Regions from separate parts of the Mus musculus genome. Here region 1 is linked to region 2. A link is a contact called in public Micro-C data. All regions are on one chromosome and are shown on one strand. Each heading gives the region's core, a stretch centred on a gene start, on an enhancer-like site or on the middle of the called end of the contact. The rest is flanking DNA. Distances are from core to core; before and after follow the strand shown. Region 1 has its middle 67 kb from the start of Gm40302. Region 2 has its middle 240 kb from the start of Ppargc1a.

What was found. A called contact is a pair of places that touch in the nucleus more often than the background predicts.
Region 1: a contact with region 2 is called in a Micro-C map of brown adipocytes, with 4 times the contacts expected there. The contact joins two enhancer-like sites. A contact is called at or near these places in 3 of 484 Hi-C or Micro-C datasets (brown adipocytes, cerebral cortex and embryonic fibroblasts).

Annotation. Positions count from the first base shown.
Region 1 is chr5:52,060,422-52,065,763 of GRCm38.p6, forward strand. It overlaps a transcript of Ppargc1a not described here. Among named protein-coding and RNA genes, the nearest start is that of Gm40302, 67 kb to the right of the region's middle. Within about 2 kb of position 1,995, at least 8 of the 459 cell types and tissues checked have an H3K27ac peak or open chromatin away from gene starts, as enhancers often do. A contact at or near this core is called in brown adipocytes, where this site is marked.
Region 2 is chr5:51,795,864-51,801,533 of GRCm38.p6, forward strand. It overlaps a transcript of Ppargc1a not described here. Among named protein-coding and RNA genes, the nearest start is that of Ppargc1a, 240 kb to the left of the region's middle. Within about 2 kb of position 4,033, at least 18 of the 459 cell types and tissues checked have an H3K27ac peak or open chromatin away from gene starts, as enhancers often do. A contact at or near this core is called in brown adipocytes, where this site is marked.

The DNA.
Region 1 (5,342 bases), core at 745-3,244, 260 kb after region 2:
TGTGTCTAGCCACTGTAGAGAGATGGGGGCAAGGTGAGGGATAATTCTGCTCACTGACCCTCTGAGTTCACCTGGGATAAGCTCAGCTTATATCATTTGTCCCAAGCTCAGTTTACTCATTTGTCCCTTCTCCCTCTCGAGGGGGGGTCCTGACTTGAAATGAATAAGCACATACTCTCCCTAGGTCAGTGGTCCTCAGCCTTGACTGTATCAGCAAATCGTCTGGGGTGTTCTATCAAAATTCTGATTCTGAGATGGGCAATGGTGATTATGCCTTTAATCCTGGCACTTGGGAAGCAGAGGCAGGCGGATCTCTATGAGTTTGAGACCAGCCTGGGCTACAGAGTAAGTTTCAAGACAGCCAAGGCTACACAGAGAAACCCTGTCTCATAAATAAATGAATAAATAAATAAACAAACAAACAAACAAACTGACTCTGTACCCCAGCCACACACATTCTGATTTAACTTATTTGCATTGGGGCTAAGGATAGATATTTTTAAAGTCCCTATATATTTTTATTATGTTTTGGGACCAGGCAGTGAGTCATCACTAAACTAAAGCTGTTGGGTAGAATTTGTAAGGAAAACATTTTTGTGTTCTTATTATTAAGAAAAATACACATGAGTTCATGCAGCCATGTTGGCCTGTGGGGCCACCTTGTATATGAACAATGTGTGTGTGTGTGTGTGTGTGTGTGTGTGTGTGTGTGTGTGTATCCAAGGGCAAAAATAGTAAATAAATAAATAAATAAATAAATAAATAAATAAATAAAAATAAAAAATAGTAAGAGCTGAGGTCACAATTTCCTAGGAACTCTGGGTTATCTTCAGACTATTACAAGAAAGAAAATAAATCTTTTCATTCCCAAGTCACCATCTCAAATGTCTGGGACCAACAGCCAAACGCAATTTTTAAGTAACTTGGTAGTCATCACTTTGTCACAAGTAACAAAAGTTGCCCAGGATTACACGGTTTCTAGGTAGCAGAGGCCAACTGTTTCCGACTTGTTTGGCTCTGGTCTTGTGACCTTTCCACTAGGAATGGGGCAGAGTGTATTTTAAGGACAGAGAAAAGGGTTCCCGCTTACAAAAGTAGAACTCTCCAGACAATTCCACTGGCCTTCTGAGCAGCTACTTTTGAATCCCATTCACACGTGTTGCCAGGACATGTTTCGAGGAGAAGGCCCAGGAAGAAAACTGCTCTTTCAAACACAGGTTAGGAGGGTGTGCTGCGCAAGACGGAGCCCTTAGAGTTTGCTTTATAGTGTGGTTATGTGCCCAACAAACACTGAGATAAAGTACCTTAAGTCCCCCATTCATTTATCTGCGAAAACAGTCGTCTCTGAGAACGTGCAATAGGGGTAAGACCTGAGTTAAGAGAGAGACGGAGGCTGACCTGAGAGGAGAAGGATTCAGATTCCTATCCACATAGAAATTAAAGTCTGAAATGGGACCTAAGCCACAAAGCAATCTAGCCACAGTATATGTTTCAGGTCAGTGGCAAATGGATGTGCAAGAGGGACCCAGTCACTTTTGGCTTCAGAAACCAAGCAAGGCTTCCTGGAAGAGGTCACATTTGTGCTTTAAGATCCTAAAAGGCAGAAGCAGGCCTTGTCCCAGCTCGGAGACAATCATGAGCAAAGAGTGTAGAAAGGAGCTCAGATGGGCTGAATTATGACGGACACATTAGAGAAATGGGACCAAGAGGGTTGTAGCTCAGAGGCAGAGAGCCCTTGCCTAGCATAATCAGGATACTGGTTTAGACTCTTAACTCTGAAAAAGAGGGTAGCCAAGGCCAGGAGGTACTTTGAGGTCAAATTACTGAGAGTCTTGAAGGGAACAGTCCAGTGACCTATCTGGGAAGATAAGTTTGCCAAGCCTGTGCAAGATACCTTGGCCATGGCAGGGAGGCAATGGGACCATATGGGGCCACCGCAACCACCCAGGCAAAAGGTGACATGAGTAAGAACTGGGGAAGAGGTGGTGCCTAGAGGCAAGGGCACGATGCCAAACACGCAGAGCTCGCTGGATAGACTTGGCAAGGTTTGAGAGATAACAGTGTAACAAGCAATGAACCAGATGAGTAAAAATCTTAGCCCATGGAAAGCAGTGTCTCCCATTAGAAGCTTCCAGAATGTGAATGCCCAGCATTTGGTAGACAGTAGAATACTCAGGAGACTGGGGTTCCAGAGTTAACAGGCGGTGAGAGATGAACCCACTCAAACAGGGAGGGAGTCACAAGAAGAGAAATGTGAAGACAGGAAGTGAAGAAGTATTAATAACTGTTGGGTAGGGAAGAAATGAAAGGGAAAAGGTCACAAAACCAGGAAGGGAACTGAGGAGATAGTATGTTAGAGAAGAAAAGCAAGAGAGGGAGCCATGGTCTGAGTCCCACTTGCAGGGCTAAGGACTTCACTGGATCGGCCTGTTTTGAACTTGGCTTCCTTTCCAGGCATAGCTTTGCTCTGCTCCTGAAGGACTCCCAGAAGTCTCCCTGAGACACAGTGGTCACTGCCACCAGATATATTCTGTGACCTACACTGGTGAGGCCAAAAGAGGTGGTCGGTGACCAGCTTCTACCTCTCGGCTAACTTCCCTAATCACCTGCTTGGGTCCCACGTGGGTCAAGGCCAACTGCATAAAGATACTTAGTAAAAGATATTTCATTGACATATGTTTCTATTGCAGTTCAAGTCTGGAAACCATCCAAAGGGCCAAGAATTGGGGCTGGTGAAATAAATTATGATATATTCATCTGGTAGGTCACTCTGCAGTCATTAAAAATTACGACATGGTAATAATTTACTGACACATAAAATGTATACAATCTATTGCTCTTCAAAAGCAAATTACAAAGCATAATCTCTCTTTAAAATCACATAAGCACAACAATATATACATATATTGTTTGTGTGTGTGTATATATATAAACATATTTATATACATTATGATGTACATCTCTAACTCTCAACAAAAATGGTGACTTATCTTATTTCAGTCTGCTCTTCTATAATCGCTCATTTTTCTAGAATGAACATTTGTTGTAACTAAAACTTTTTATTTATTTTCACAATTTCATGCATTCATATACACTTACATATACGCAGTATTCTGATCATATTCTCCCCCCTCTTATCCACTCTCCCTGGACTCCCCCTTTCTTCCCAGCAAGCTCATTCCTGTTTTCTTGTCTTCTTTTGTTAACATGGATATTTTTAAGTGAAATAGATTCTATATGTCTCTCATTTCTCATGTCCCCTCCAAATTACGCTAATTATCTAGTTTTTTTGTTTTTTTAGGAATGTGGATCACATCAATCTTTTAAAATGTGGCTATTATTCATTATATATAAGATTTGAAATTTTAAGAGTTAACGTTCTCCATGGAACCTCACTAACCACCCTTTAACCCAAATCAGACAACCTGGACTCTAGCAGCCAAGGCTCTAGAAGGTTCTTAGTCTTCGTGCCTCATGCTGTAATTCAGTGATACTGGCCACCCCAGTGAGCTCAAGACTAAGGATAGGTTGACTGAAATCAAATCAGTCCCCATCCTTCCAACTTGGAAAGATACACACATCTCTGAAGCTATCCCAGTCTTCTACACATCAGAGCAGACAGAGTCGTTTGTTTCAACACCGTGAGATAACCCAGCTCCCTGGTAGTTTTATCTGTGGGTTGAACAAGTGTGTACTGAAGTCCGACTATGAACAAGCCAGTCTCTACAGCAACCCAGGGGCTCCAATGAGAAGCAGTGTTGACTGTCTCTACCTTCATGTCCCCTTACCAAGCCATTTCACAAACAATGACACACATGGGTCACAAACCAACAGGTATAGTTCTCTATGGAGCTTTGAAGCCATTAGAGCCCAAGCCAGGGGCTGACTCAAGACCACAGCCATGTCTTTACATGCTAAATAATAATAGCCATTTCACAGACTTAGGCTACACAGTACTGTCTGACACATAGTAGGATCTCAACAGGCACAGCCATTGCTGTTTCTACTCTATTATTTGTGGGAGAACTCTTAAGCAGCTTTTCCTAGTGTTATTTTGATAGGAAATTTCATTTCACCAGACACTTTTCAATGTTGATCAATAGCAAAGCTTTCACCAATTAGGCCAAATCTACTGATTCCCTGTCCAAATTGCTAAAAAATTGACAATTCTTGTATTTTGAAAGCAAATTGTTTTTCCTCTTTTTTTTTAATGTTTGATACTCTTACTAGAATCTCCTTTGAGGCAGGAATGAGGCTTTTAGGATTCACATATTCCACTTCTGTTTGTAAAAGGGAAAGTAGAAAGCACTCCTCTGGAAGATAATATATTTTTCTCAGTGGTTAGAAACAGAGGAAACAACTGGAAGGAGAAGGCTGGCACACAGAGAGATGCTGTGACATTTCCCAGCTTCCAGAACTCTGCCGTCGCTGTGAAGAGAACATTTCCAGTACATAAACACCAAAGAAAAAGGTAGGGTCAGGAGACCATCTGTCGTCCAGCTGGAGCAAAGACTACAGCTCAGAACCCACTTCTCACTTCAACTAGCACGGGTCCCAACAAATCCTCAATGTTCACAAGTGCGCACACCATGGCACGGATGGCAAACCTCACATCCTAACCAAATAAGCTTCTTTGCCTGCAGCAGCCTTGACACACGGAGCATGCAGCAAGCTCCGAAGAGCCATGCCATCCAGGGAGGTCAGAGACACACAGGCTGTCCTTTTCCCATCTTGAGCCTTGGAGGACTTCCTTAATGGCACAGCCGAACTATGTAACTGTGACCACACTTCCTTGTGGCTGCAGTGCCACCTAGTGGCCAGGTGAGCTAGGCGTGCACCAGTTCTCCTCGGTCTGAAAAGGCAACTTGCATCAGCTGCCTCTTCAGTTCTTCCCGAGGAGGAGCAGGAGTGGCTGGTGCACGTGACAGCCGGAATTAGGAATCATCAGGGTCCTAGCACATTCAAACTATTTCCTGATTATAATCGCGCCCAAATCAACCAGGAGAGACAAAAGAGGAGAGAAAAGATCCTGCCAACTTTAGGTTTTCATGTCCAAATGCATCCTCATGCGAGCTCACGACTGCACAGTTACTTACAGCTAAATCCAGGCAACCCTGAGCCCTTTCAAATTTCTCAGGCCTGAAATTACATAAATAAAATTATTTTCAAGAAAAAAAAAAAAGACCAAGTCTAAAGGTTCTAAAGACCTGTAATGAGATTCCTCTTTTCTCTTTTCCATAAATGTTTCTGTCAGTCCCTGGCATTTCTGATGCCATCAGACAATCACAACAGAATCGAAGCTTCACCCTGCAGAGGACAACTGAAAACATGTACATACCTTG
Region 2 (5,670 bases), core at 2,783-5,282:
CAGGGATACCAGAGTTAGCTTTTGGTTGAACCCCACCCCCACCCACGAAAGTCTTGAGATACCCATTCCCTCACATTCCGAGAGCTTAGAATGTGCAAATCCACCATCCCACCCTGAGTTATCCCTTCTCTTTCATGAAGTGAGCTCCGAGATGAATGTTTACAAATCAAGCCAGTCATCATTTCTTCATTTTAATGCTTAAATGCTTCATTTTGATTGCTATCTTTTTGACATTTCACCAAGGAAATATGCTTGCATGTTCGCAGTACCATTGAATCAGCAATTAGACCTCCATATTCCAGATGTCAGGAGGCTTTCCGATGCATCTCCCAATAAAATTTATTTCTGAACTTTGAGATGGAAAAAAAAAACCAAAAACATGTACTTTGTATAAATTAGGCACATTATCCTTATTTTTCTAATTTGCAGTGTGTGCATAGCAGAGCTACTGAAGCTACTGATTCGAGAATTTCCCATCATTCTACACAGCAATTTTCTTGCAAACTCATACAAGTTTCAATAGGGACAATGTATGCATTTTGACTCACTAAGGTTTCTTCAGGTGGAACAGGCACTATGGCAATGAATGTGTGTTCCTAGCAGTACCCTACAGTTTACATTCCACAGGAGCTGTCGAAAGCCTTGGCACTCTGAAAAACACAGGAAATTGATTGTTCAAAACAGGTGAGAAAAAAAATGGAATTCTTGTCTCACCCATACCTTCATTGAAAATATTAACTTCCTAAGTTCCCTTCTGCCTGGTCTTGTCTTGTCTATGACTTCTCTCTCATACTCAGGCCAGCTCAGAAACAGTGTCCCTGTAGCCCAGTGGCTATTGCATATCTACATGTTTAGAGTGACACAATGCCCCCTCATCTTCCTCTGTCGAGCCTCGGCAAATGACAGACTGCTTCTCAGCCCTTTGCAACAGCTTTTAATTGAGTCTTTACAAACCACAATTAACCAAAATGGCTGCACAACTGGCATTCTGGCAAAGCTCAGACATTTCGATGAAAAGCAGAATTATCTCCATGAGGTACTATCCTGAGTAAACACAGGCATAGTTGTGTGGCAAAGAAAAGAGTTTTTTTCTGTATTTCTGCTCACTCGGATCCAGTTATAAGTTATGTGCATGCATCACTAAGCGAACAAAGTCTTCCTGGTGGCTCTCCTGCAAATGCCCTAAATGTCACTCCCTCCAATTTCCCTGTATCCTGTATTTCTAGATACATCTTCTCTCCTGCTGACACAAAGGTTTTGTTTGGTATTTACCCACATCCAGATAATATGAGTGAGTTTGATTCCCTGTTCTCCATCAGTGGAAGGATTTTGTAGATGGCTCATTCTAGCCTATCCTACATTAAAAAAAAAAAAAAAAAAAAAAAAAAAAAGCTCTGAGCACAAACTCATCTGTTAGGACAGAGGTGAAAACTGCCTCATTCCGGCTAGAAGTGGTACAAGAGCTGCTACTGCTCTGGCAAATTTATTTTGCCTTTCAAGGGTTTAATTGCACACAACATGGTGCAGTTTTGATTAATCCTTCAGAATTTAATATATACTCTGGGGGGTCAATATGTTGATTCTCCATGCATCGCTGTCATGGGAGTAACTGGAATGTGTTTAAACTCCACAGGAGGTGAACTTCTTCAGCTACCTGGTCCTGCCAAGGGTAAAAAGTGCTCCTTAATGACCCCATCCAGGAGGGGAGCCAGCAGAGGGAAATGCTTCCTCCCTAACACTATTTCTGGTTTGCTTGGCACTCACATATCCCTTGGGGTGGTCCCAGGTGAGCCACATACTGGAATCTTCCAGGCTCATGCCCTGATCATTTTAATGAGAAAGCAGTGTCAAAATATTGGCACCTTGCATCCAGCCAACATATGGGGATGCTGTACAAGCACTTAATTGAACTATTTAGAGATTATGAAGGGGATAGTCAACTGGGTCAATGAGTGTTTATTCTCTAACTTGGGATAGAAAGGGGGTCATCCAAAGGTAACAATGAGTCCACTTGCAATTCCCACAGAGAACGCTCTTTGAAATTCTGGAATCCATGTTCCCAGTGTTAGATGTCTCTTGGAACCCGCCATCACCACCAGTGACTGTGCATGTCTAGCCATGTGGACATGAGTAGGAACCACTAGAAGTGATGTGACAGCAACAGCACATGTGAGGAGTCCATGTACCAAGCAGCCCCAGGAGAGAGAGCACCAAATGGAGCCCAAGGCAGACAGGAACGTGTGTCTAGAGCCCGCATCCCTCTGTGTGATCCCTCCACATCCCCATCTAGCCTGAGCAGGCTGCTGGTCACACACAGAGTGCTATTCTTTCCCTTCTAAGGAGCTGTGTGAAGGGCTGACTCGGGGCTTCTCAGATTGTTACGTTAAACTTTACCTAAGTCCTAATCCCTCTGACCAAGGCCATATCCAGGTATTCTGGGGTAGGACCTTTAAGGGTGTAATTAAATAGAGTGAGGACATGTGGGTAAGTCCAGAGGTCATATGACCAGGACAAACACCATAGCATGGGCATATTCAGAGAACCGTTTTTGAGATCAAAGTCAAAGTGGCAAACTAAGGAAATGGGCCTCTGAATAAAACCCAATTTGCCAACCCCTTGATCATCAACTTTAACCTCCAGAATGGTGAAGAAATAAGTTTATGTTATGTGAGACCTCATTACAGCATCCTGACACAACTAAAGTTAGGCTAGGAAACACCAAAGCAATCAGATTCAATAGAATACAGACCTTCAAGGAATTCTGGCTCCCTCTCATCCCATCCTCCCCAGGCCCATCTCATAGAAACACAAAGGTAACAAATGCATCAAGATCTACTACCTAAAGTTGCTGAGATAAAGAAGCAGGAAGTCACCTTCCAAAATTCAGAAACCCAGCCCAGTCTGCTGGTCCACCCCTAGTTTTAGTACAGCTACATAAAACCATGGGTGTATGTCTATACCGCATGAGAGTAGAAGCAAAACAATCCAGGGGAACAGGGGGAAAGTAAGAAGAGTGGAGAGGAGTGTAGAAGGGAAGGGTAGCAGGCATGGGGACAGAAACATGTTCAATATACGATGTATATTTGTGTGAAAGTGAACTTAGAATACAATACTGTGCACAGCATGCATATATATATGTGTGTGTGTGTGTATGTATATGTATGTATATGTATATATATGCAATGAAAAAACACATTAAGATCATAGCACAGCGAATGTAGGAATATAGGTTCACATTTAAGAGCCTAGAGAATAGAAATGGCTTCCGGCCATGTGCAGCTTCACGCTTCATCCTAAGTTCAGGGTAACTAAGCCACAAACAAGAGGTCAAGCAGGAGATCATTGCCTAAAAGCCAAAGATTTTTACAAAATCCTTTCCCTGGAGGGTTATCCAAACAAGCACGTACTATCTACTCCCATTTTCTCAAGCTCATGCATAAGTAAAACAGTCAAATAACTCTCTGATAAAAAAAAATGATCCTAGTTACTAACTTCAACCCGCCCCAAAAGCCATCTTACAGAAATTTTCTCAGAACTGTTGCTGTGTTGTCACACAAGCATCTGTCAGGTTCCTTGCCAAAAGGAAGCCGAAACACCAGAAGGCTAGCATCACCGGGGACGCCAAGGTTCTGAATATAGAACTGCCCACACCCCTGGGCTGTGTGCTCACTAGATTAAACCAGCTACCAAACATCCAAAAGTTAGATCAACAAACACACTGCCAGGTCTGTAGTTAAACTACAATCCACTGGGGCCACCAAGTCATGTGTGCCCCTCTTGATCCCCTGGAAGATCAGGTGACTGACCTGAGACCCAAGAAGTGTGCCTATCCATCCACAGCCTGTTCCAATTCAGTGTCTCTAGTTGAGTCAGATCTCTCTAGCTCCAATTCTTGGCAGTTTTAAGAACCACAACCAAAGGGACAACTGGACACAGTCCAAGTAGCTGCCTTGGATACACTAGGGTGCAGAACGGGAACATGTTTACTCAACATATAAGTTAAGGTCAACAAGGGAAGGTACACTTCCTGTTCACAAATCCTTTAGGGCTGTTTGTTTTGGGGCCTCTGGTTGTTCCTGGTAAAAACCCCAGAGCATGTGCCTAGGAGTAACCAACTTCGTCATGTGAAAAGTGTTCTCTGCTATAAATCACTAACGTCTTCCCAGCCTTACAAAATCCTGGGTTAAGAAATCAAAGAGAATTTTCTCTCTCTCTCTCTCTCTCTCTCTCTCTCTCTCTCTCTCTCTCTCTCTCTCTCTCTCTGTGTGTGTGTGTGTGTGTGTGTGTGTGTGTGTGTGTGTGTGTGTGTGTGTATGTGTGCTCGCATGTATGTGTGTGTTTATGTGCATGTGTGTCTTTCTTTTCCCTCACAGTACAAAGGCCTTTGAACATTTGAATGCTCATCTTTCCCTTCGGCCCACAGATTCAATTCAGGTAGAAATCCCAAAAGAAATCCAGAAATTCACCTGAATGCAAAAACCCTAGTGTGTGCATATGAATACATCTCTCGCTGTCTGAGGACCCAGCAGGGACTGTCTATTAAGCAAGAGTATTGATTTTGAGACTTGCTCCTTTAACCTGCAAGACACTCAGTGGCCTCAATCCAGCACCTCTTTTAACTTCTTGTGTTTGGAGCTGTATATTGTGATCTACCAAGGGAAGCTAGCTTCCATTAGCAATGTGTCCCCTCCGACACTGTGGACTTCTCCAGGGCAGTGTTTCTTCCCTGATGCAAAGTGTGTCAAACTATTTTATCTGAAGCAAGTTAACAGGTAGGTTTCCTCCATTGTCAGAGACTTCTAATAACTTTGCAGGTTCTTTCTTCCTTCCTTCCTCCCTTCCTCCCTTCCTCCCTTCCTTCCTTCCCTTTCCTTTATTTCTTCCTTTTTTCCATGCTTTCTTTCTTTTTCCTTCCATTTTACTTTGCTGGAAGATTATTTGCTTTAATCAACAAACATGAATGAATCTGTGAAAAGAATACAAACTGATTGAGGAAATAAGGATTTTAAAAGCATAAATGGAAAGGGAAGTAGACTTTTAAAAGATTTATATTTTATTTTACATATACGTGCATATCTATGTGGGTATTCACACATGCTTGTGGGTGCTCAAAGAGGCCAGAAGGAGGTCTCAGATGTCCCGGAGCTGATTACAGGCATTTGCAGACTGCCCAGGGGGGTGCTTGGAAGCACACTGGGAAGCTCTGCAAGGACAATAAGCATTCTTAAGCACTGAACCATCATCTCTCAAGCCACAGAATAGATTCGTATTATTAATTGATACAGTACTAAATGATGGGCACTTCATGGCAAATCCACAAAATTCCAATGTAATCCTTGTCATTCTCCTGGCTCTGAGGACATTTGACAGTGTGCATTAGACTCCTGTGTGTCCCCTTCCATGGCTGAGCACTTATTTTATGCTCTCCCTTCACACATAAATAAACACCTGAGCATGTGGAACAGGTAAAGGACACACTCAGTGACACCCAAGGGAAGCAGTCATGTATGAGCATAAATAAGCAAAGTGAGTTCACACCAAAAGAGGACTGTGTGACACTCTGGTCCAGGATGGCTCCATGGGATTAAAAAAAAATCGAATCCCTAAAGCAAGGGTATCTAAAGACTTGGTGGAACGCCTTTCTCTAAATTACCCACTCAACTCAAACAA